Linked DNA regions of Mus musculus: region 1 is linked to region 2. Evidence: chromatin contacts called from public promoter capture Hi-C data. All regions are on one chromosome and are shown on one strand. The core of a region is the stretch at or near the end of the contact, and the rest is flanking DNA. Distances in the headings are between cores, read along the strand shown.

The links. Promoter capture Hi-C pulls out the DNA fragments that hold promoters and counts their contacts.
Region 1: a promoter capture Hi-C map of stem cell-derived epiblast-like cells shows a contact between it and region 2, with 3 times the contacts expected there. The contact joins the promoter of Zfp36l3 here to the promoter of Rtl8a in region 2. A contact is called at or near these places in 3 of 39 promoter capture datasets (embryonic stem cells, hippocampal neurons and stem cell-derived epiblast-like cells).

The regions. Positions count from the first base shown.
Region 1 is chrX:53,775,082-53,779,597 of GRCm38.p6, reverse strand. Zfp36l3 (zinc finger protein 36, C3H type-like 3) reads left to right here and starts at 3,204. Exons shown (of 2, transcript NM_001009549.2): 1 at 3,204-4,516. The coding sequence starts at 3,353. It also overlaps a transcript of Xlr not described here.
Region 2 is chrX:53,640,612-53,645,237 of GRCm38.p6, reverse strand. It overlaps Rtl8a (retrotransposon Gag like 8A), which reads left to right and starts at 1,475. Exons shown (of 1, transcript NM_024170.2): 1 at 1,475-2,750. The coding sequence starts at 1,617. The coding sequence ends at 1,958.

The DNA of each region.
Region 1 (4,516 bases), core at 1,955-4,454, 130 kb before region 2:
GGTAGACACTAGAGCCCAGAAGCTAAGGGTCTATTTTGGCCATGTATGTAAAGAAACTAATATGGAAGATCAATGGCCTTGAGAGACAAAAAATAACTAGATTCCTGCAATCCTTTGTATGAGATAAGATGCCCCAGTCCTGCTACAAAGGTTTGACTCCCTAAAACTTCAGTTATTGGGGATAGGTGTGGTGGCACACGCCTTTAAACCTAGCACCCCAGAGTCAGAGGCCTCTGTGATTTTGAGGCTAGCCTGCTCTACACAGTGTGTTCCAGGTTACTCTGAGCTACATAATGAGACCCTGTCCAAAACCAAAATCAAAACCGAAATAAAACTTCAGTTGTTGGGGAAAACTGACCTACCTAGTGGAAGTGTGATTTAAACTTCTGCTGGAAGCCCCACATGCCTGGGCCAATGATTCTATAATGCAGTCACTTAGGAGATCCAATGGTGTGGATCCCCAAACCACTTTGAACAAAACATCTTTCCCTTGTCTAGTTTCTCTCATTCCTGACAGGCTTGAAACAATGTCAATGCAGATATCAGGTACCATGCCCTCTGTGGACTATACTGGATATGTGGGGGACACAGCCTAGATTGTACTTCCTCTCAACTCATCAGGACTGTGTGTGTTGGGGTCTAGCTGTACAGTTTTCTTCCTGTTCCAACTTACCAGAGGGGACCATTTAGAAATCTTAAGTACTGGGAGTCTCAAAGTAAATGGTGTGCCCTACAAATTGGCAACTAGAAATAAAATTAATGGCCATCTGAGTATAAAATCCATTATCTTGGTCCAGCTACCTGGACAGAGGATGGGTCCTGAGGCTACCATACTCCCAGGTATATGTGAAACCATGTTATCAGGGTAAGGCAGAGTTGAAATGATTATTATTATAATATTGTGACATATAAAATTATTATTAACTGTACAATACAAGTACAGTTGAAATTATTACTAATATAACTCCAAAAGCCCTTAATGTACTGTTGTATAATACTGTCCTCAGAGAATCAAAACCTTCCACCCTGCAGGAATCTCCTTAAGCAGGGAGATAAACAACTCAAAAGAGCTTCAGGAAGCTCTTTAAGCAGGAAGGTAAACGCCTCCAAAGAGCTTCAAGGAGTCCCCCAAACTGAAAACATTCACTAGGCTCCTCCCTGCCAGAGGAAGGACTAAAAGCTGTAATTCCCTCTCAGATGCAGAAAGCTGAGCTACAATTGAGGAGTCGTGGTGAAGATGAGACTAGTTGTCCGAAAGAAGCAGAAACCAGTTGAGCTGGAGCTGCCATGCCTGGAAGAGGTTTAGACCCACTGAGACACGTGGAAAGGACTCTCTCCAACCTGTTGAGCTGCCTGCAGGCTGTGCAGTGTGCTCCAGGTCCCCGGCTTTGTGAGCTCTCACCCATCCTGGGGTGGGCTTTGGTGATGCAGCTGCCTCCGAGTTATTTCTGCTCCTGTAAGTAACCCCTCACACATATTCCTGTAAGGAATCCCAGTAATACTCATGGGTCCACCAAGTTGGACTTCATTGACATCTATAATATAGACAGTCCTAATTCTACCACAGTTAATGCAATAGCCAAAATTTGGCCTTTATTATTACAGATTGTTTATATTTGCTTGTTTATTGTGTATAAGAACAACTCAGTGGAATTCTCCCTTTCTCCCATGTGGATTCAGGCCTTGAAATTCAGGTGGCAGGCAGGGAAACAAGACATTTGACTGGCTCAGCCTTCTTGCCAGCTCTGATTTTGCCATCTTTAATGCATACAGCATTCAATGGCCTAAAGTTCAAATTATTTGGATTTATTTATTCAAATTCATTTGTTTATTTAATGTGTTTGTGTGTGCATAATCTCATGCCACAGTACACATGTGTGGATGTCAGAGAACAACTTGCAGAAATTGATTTTCTCCTACTTTTTGCATACTAGGGATCAAACTAAGGTCTTTAGGCTTGGCACTAAGCACCTCTACAAGGTGAGCCATCTTGATATCCCGAATTCTACCACCCTGGATGGGTGCAGAAGAAAATGGCTTTAATTATTTTATTTTATTTTATTTTATTTTATTTATTGGGGGGGGGCACATTTCACTCACTGCTGCACAGACCTGGCAGCCATAAAGAGAACTTTACAAGAATTGGTTCTCTCCTTCTACATCATGGATTCAGGAACTCCAGCTCAGTCCATCAGGTTTGGTGGCAAGTACCTTTCTCTGGCCCCTCAGCCATTTCACTACCATGTTGAAAAATATAACACCAAATGGTTTAATTATTTTATTTTCTGTGTGTTTGTATGTGAATACAAGAGCACAATGACAACAGTGTAGAGGTCAAAGGACAATTTGCAGAAATCAGTGATCAATTTCTGGAGTTCTGTACTCAAAGTCAGATTTAGTGGCAAACCCCTTTACCCACTGAAGCATCCTGCTGTAATTCTACCTTGAATGCATACAATAAAGTTGTCTGTTTTTAAATTACACTTGTTTGTTGGAGTGTGGGGAGGTGGAATATGCACACATATCATGGCACACACAAGAAATAAGGTCAAAGAACTGGAGGAAGTGGGTGGGCGGGTTGGGGAGCACCATCACATAGAGGCAGAGAGAGGGGGGATAAGGGGGTTGTGGAGGGGAAACTGGGGAAGGAGATAACATTTGAAATGTAAATAAATAAAAACAAATTTATAAAATGGGGGGGGGGAGAACTGGAGGAAATCAGTTCTCTCCAGGGTGTAGGTTCCAGGCATGTTTGGCTGCAAGTCTGTATCAGCTGAACCATAGGATATGCGGGAGTGAGGTTGGGGGAGGGGTGTGTGCAGCGGAGGAACATTAACTGGGCTGCTCTTTACAAGAACATGGGAGTTATGGGATTATGTGGAGTCTAGTGATTATCTTTCATTGCTTTACTCAAATATTAGGACAAACGCAAAAATCTTGAAGCTGATAAATTAGAATAGAGCCCTCCCACAGCAGGAGGGCCTGAAAAGCAGCTTTAACACTCAACAGAATGCATGAGCGTGAGAGAGGCGCTAAGATCTTTGCTACTACTCTTCATCCTCCACTTGGTGGCGTACCTGCACATCTTACGTACGTCTGCCTTACTCTGCTTTTGCCCTTTCCCCCACCCCACCCAGCCCTCCTGCTGGGCTGGGACTCAACCTTTTAGCTCCTCCCAGCTCCGCCTACCTGCCCTTTTTGCCTCATGTTTGGAGCTCGCTGGCTCTGCCTCCCTCGAAGGTTTCTCCGGGTCCTCCTTACTTAAAGCTCAAAACGGCGCAGGACATAGGACAATGTTCACAGTTCTATGGACTTTCTGCAATAGAGACTTAGAGTGCAAGACCGAGAAACTATGGCCAACAACAATCTGAACCGCCCGCTCAACACTAATGTGGCTGATTCTTCCAACTCCAGCTCAACACCTGGCACTGCTCCACCACCATCTTCCAGCGACCCCCAAGTGCTCGGCCACCAGGCTCCCAGTTCCAGTGCCTCCAGCCTCACCGAGGACTGCTCGTCCAGTTTTGCGAGAGACCTGAACAGCTACAATAATGGTCAGTCGGGGGCAACTGGTGCGGTGTCCTGGGAAGCTCCCCATGAGCCCTCAGAGGCTAACGCGGTGTCGCAGATCCACCCGCGGAATGGCGAACATAGCCTGCAGCAGAAGCCTAAGCCACAGAAGGTGAGCGGCTCGAGCTCCCTGGCCACTTCTGAGCGCTATAAGACTGAGCTATGTCGGCCCTTTGAGGAAAGCGGCATTTGCAAGTATGGCCACAAGTGCCAGTTCGCGCATGGCTACCGCGAACTGCGTACCCTGTCAAGGCACCCCAAGTACAAGACGGAGCCTTGCCGCACCTTCCACAGCGTTGGCTTTTGCCCCTATGGCACTCGCTGTCACTTCATTCACAACCAGCCCGAGCAGCAACCTGTGCTTTCCGAGAGCACCTTGGAGGAGCCCAGCTCCTTCAATGGCTCCAATGTGCTGCATTTGGGCGTTAACGGGGAGCAGCAGCCCGGACTGCAGAGTGACAGCCCTTCGGGCTTCCTGTCGGTCAACAGTCAAGCCCTCCAGGCACCTCTGCAGCTCAACCAGCAGGCGTTGAGCTCAGGCGGGGTTATGCCCTCATCACACCCTGCAGCCGCCAACCTCCGGATGATGTGCTGCAGAACATCATCCTCTACCACAGCCCACGACGCTGACAAAGACCCCGACAAAGATGCTGACAAAGACCCGAGCAACAACTCAGCCAACGATGCCCTCGCCTTCCCCCAGGAGCCAGGTGACTTCTCTCCTGTGGCATTCCAGAACCCTAACACTGCTACCACGACTCCCACTGCCTTCTACAACAACCAGCAGCAGATGGGCCTGGCAGCTTCCGCGCAGTTCCAGATGCCCCTTGCCAGGCCTCTGCCTTCAGCCACCATCTTTGGCCAGGCCAGTGTTGGTCCTGCCCTTACTCCTGGTGCTGCCATGGCTCCTGGAGCTGCCCTTGCTCCTGCGGCAGCCCTCACTCCT
Region 2 (4,626 bases), core at 226-2,725:
AGTATGTTGGAGGACAGGCATACACGTGGGGAGCTTGTAGGGGTCAAAGCACTTTTACTTAAGTCATTTCACTGACCCAGCATTTGCTTTGGTTGAGATAGTCTAATTATGTAATCTGGCCTTGTCTCTACCTGAAGTTGCTTCAGCTTTTATTTCTTCTCAGTGGAGTACCAGGTAAAACCCATCATGCCTGCTACAAGCTCAATTTATCAAGGAAAAATCAGTAAGAAATAAGTCTTTATACAAAGGAATATAGAATAACTTTGCCCCAGAGTTACCTGTGTCCTAATCCTCAGAAAAGGGGCATATAATGCAAGTAGGAATTAAAATTATAGAACTATAGGTTAAAAAAAATCAAATGAATTTTAAAAAGATAATCCTGGATGATCTAACCACAAGAACTCATGATACTAGAAGGAGATTGAAGAAGCTTATTATGTTATGGTCTGTAATTTATAGAGCAAGAAAATGTCTCAGTTTATGCAACCACAATGAACTGAGTTATGCCAACTTGAAAATGAACAGGGAAGGGCTTATCCTTTAAGGATCCATAATGGAACATCCCTTCCCAATACTGTTTTACTCTCCTAAAAGCCATACCAAAGCTTGGCATGGAAACTCACACCTGGAATCCCAGAACTTGGGAGGGTGAGGCAGGACTACTGAAAGTACAAGCCTGGGACACAAGGAAAGATGCTACTTCAAAAATAAATCAATAAATAATAAAATATAGATACCAGGAACAAACTTCCACAGCACACAGAGACATAGCTTTTCAGTGATGTGCCAAGTAAAAGTCAGCAATTTTAATTATAAGGCATCATCACATAGATTAAGTTATACTGAGGAACATATTAGAAAACCATTGAGGAAAATTTCCAAAAACAATGTGTCAAGGGCTGGGCTGTTTGAAGGAACCCATAAGGTAAAACAGCATAAGATGGGAATACTCACAATAGAGTAAATTAATTCCAGATATATGCATGCTCTCCAAAACAGTAGAATCAGTTGTGATCTTAATGCAAAGTTCCAAGGTACACTCCCCTAGGGAAACTAAGGCCATCCTGTGATCGCCCCTACACACCACAAAGCAGGGAACTAGACAATGAACTAAAGGGTCTTAAGCAAGCCAGGAAAGCCCTTCGAGTTATAGTCGCTGCAATTTTTCCTCATCTGAAACAAGGGTTCCATTCTGTAGACAGAGTGACCTTAAATCATGATAATCCTCCTACCCCAGCCTCTGAAATGCTGGGATTACAGAATGAGAGACCACATTGGCCCCACACTACCTTGGTGAAAGTCTTGGGCACAAATTACTTTGCTCCACTAACCCTATTAATGCTTCTCTTGGACTGGCGCCTGAAATAGCTCACAACCCTGTGGGCTGAGATCACTATAGATCTAAAGTTGGCCCAATGTCCCGCTCAAAGGCCACGCCCCCTTCCCGAGACCTTGGGCACGCCTCTTCTCCTACGCACTTCCGGCGACGCCTTTGTAATTGACAATCTCTGTGCTCTGCAGATCCAGCAAAGCACAGCTGACCCCATCAAGAGTCCGGAGAGCCTCCAGCCAGCCCGGCCACCAAGCGACTAGATCAGCCCAGAGAGCGCAGCGTCATGGAAGGCCAAGGCAAGGTAAAGAGGCCGAAGGCCTACATGCTCAGGCACAACAGGCGGCGCCGTCGGCGGAACCCCATCCCGTTTCCAGAGCTGTTTGATGGCGAGATGGACAAGCTCCCGGAGTTCATCGTGCAGACCGGCTCCTACATGTTGGTGGACGACAGGACCTTCGACACCGACGAGCTCAAGGTGACGTTCCTCATCACCCGCCTCAAGGGCCGGGCCCTGCAGTGGGTGATCCCCTACATCAAGATCGACAGCCCCCTGCTCAATGATTACAACGGCTTCCTGAATGAGATGAAGCGGGTGTTCGGGTGGGAGGAGGATGAGGACTTCTAGGCCTCTGGCAAGCCTGGCCTGGGGTTGGGGCTCCGGGAGGGTGGGCTGCTGCTGTGTTGTCCTGTGGCTGCAGCCGGGGTCGCCGAGTGCGCCCTCCCCCCGGGCCCCCCTCCTACCCCGAGAACTCCCCCACCTCCCGCGCCCGCCCTGCCTGGAGATCTCGCATGCGCGCGCCCCTGTCTCCTCCTGTGTCCTAGCCTTTGTTCCAGGAATAGCTCCCCAGGCCCCTGCTGCTGTCCCTGCTGGGCCTGGCTCTGGAGAGCACAAGGCCTCCCACTGTTGACAGCTCAGCCCATCCCTGGCAGGTTTGGACACTGTCCCAGGCTCCAGCTGCAAGATGGGCTCCTGTCACCTAATGGACAGATCACCTGCCACCTGATGGACATGTCATGCTGTCCACTGCTTTCTATCTGGTGGACAGACTGCAAGCTTCTGCCCATAAGGCCTGTGCTGACGCTGCCATTTCAAGCCCCTGCACAACCCATCTGTGGACTGGCTGCTGCCCTTAACTGATCCGGACTCACCTGGGAGGTACCTGGGCTGCCCACGGCCCATGGACATTGATTCACCTTCAGCGGGACCCTTCCCCTCCCTGCTCCCAGAAACCTGCTGTCTCCCATTTTGTCTTGTGGACTAGCTGGTTTTCCTGAGAAACCAGCTTGCAGCTCTTTCTCTGATGTGTATGCCTTTTCCAACACAGTAGCCCCTGTGCTCTTTCCTTCTTGTCTGCTCTACCTGTACAGAAGCCTTTTCCTCACGTTGAATAAACATCAGATGCTATTTAAAAGGAAATGGAGTCTTACTTAGTATAGCATCCTACCACCCCTCCCCACAACCTTAACCCCTGCAGGTGTCTGTAGGTGGGGTCCATGTTCAAGAGGTGGTGATTGTGCCCTGCTATTCAGTCACTTATGTTACTCTCTAAGGTAAAATCTGTTTGTGATACTGCTTAAAGCCACAACGTAAATCTTTAATTCAGATCAGGGTAGAGCAATGTGATTTTTATGATCCAGAGGATTTCTTAGAAAAGACTCCTGAGTTCAAAAACAAAGTTAGCATGGAATTCCCTAGTTAGTGTTAAGCACAAATACCACTTTGCTGTCAGTGAATGTATATCAAAGTTATTTAACATGTCACTCGGGGAACTCATAGAAAGAATATGTTTTTTTTTTTTAAAAAGCATTTATAGAATCCTAATTATATAGGCAATGAGAAAAATACATAATGGAATTGTGAATTTCAGCCCAAATTGGTTGATAATCTGCAGATGATGAAGATATATAGTACATTCCTGAGGTAGACATGGTGTTATACATCTTTAATTCCAGCCCTTTAGGAGGACAAGTTCAAGGTTTACCTGAGCTATATATTTGGATATTGTCTTAAGAAATTAAAATAAGCATGCAGAAGACCTGTACAAGTTTAAACCAGACAAGTAGTCTGTCACAGAGTAGTGGAAGTATACACAAAATTCCACTCCAATCAAGAACCCATTTTCAATTGATTCATTCTTGAAATGGTAAAATCAAGTGTTCACCAATGGAGAGTCACTAAGTTTAGCAAGCACACTCCAGGATAGGTTCATGCTCCCAAACAGTTGGGAGAAGGAGAGAAAGGAGCTGGAAGGAGCTGAATGAGGGGCAGCAATAGGACTATTCTTGATTCTAATGATTTCAAAGTGGGTTTCTAGGGCAGTATTGTGTTTGAGGTTAAGAGATGTAATTAACTTTTCAGTCTAGGTTTTGGAGATTTTTCCAGAATATGAGATAGAGAATCAAAACTTATATTTCTTAACTATTCTTTTGTTTTCATGGGAAAAGGTAAGCTTTTGATGTTTGTCTTAGTTCATTTTGTACAGCATATTACATATTGAGTAACTTATAAAATGTTACTTTATTGGGGTTGGAGAGATGGCTCAGTAGTTAAGGGCACTGACTGCTCTTCCACAGGACCTGGGTTCAGTTCCCAGAACCCACATGGCAGTCTCCAGCCATCTGTTACTTCAGATCTGATGCATTCTAATACCCCCATGGGCGCTGCAGGCATATGGTACACAAACAATGTGCTGCATACAAAACATCCATGCACATAAAATAAAAATAGAATGAAAAACTTATCATTTTTTTAGAAAGGGTCTCAGGATGTGTGTGTGTGTGTGTGTGTGTGTGTGTGTGTTTAGTTACCTTTCTAATGCTGTGATTAAAATACCATGACCAAGAGAGGCTCATAATTTTAGGAGATTAGAGTCCATGACCATAATGATGCGGGTTGGGTAGGGAGGCAAGCAAGTAGACATAATGCTAGAGCCATTGCTGAAAGTTTACATCTGAGTCACAAGCATGGGGCACAAGTGCTAACTGGGAAGACCATAGTCTTTTGAGACTTCAAAGCTCACCATCAGTGATGTACCCCCTCCAACAAGGGTGCACATCCTAATCTTTCCCAAAGATTTACACCAACTAGGGACTAAGCGTTCAAATATAGGAGCCTATGGTGGGGGTAGGGAGGATTCTCATTCAGAACATCACAGTGTGCGTACAATGATTGCTGTGGACTGAACGTCATTTCCAATAAACCCTCATGTCCAAGGTGCTTTTTGGAGATTTGACTTTTTAGAGGTAATTACCTTAAAATAAAATTATGAGGGTAGAGCCTCCAGGATTAGATT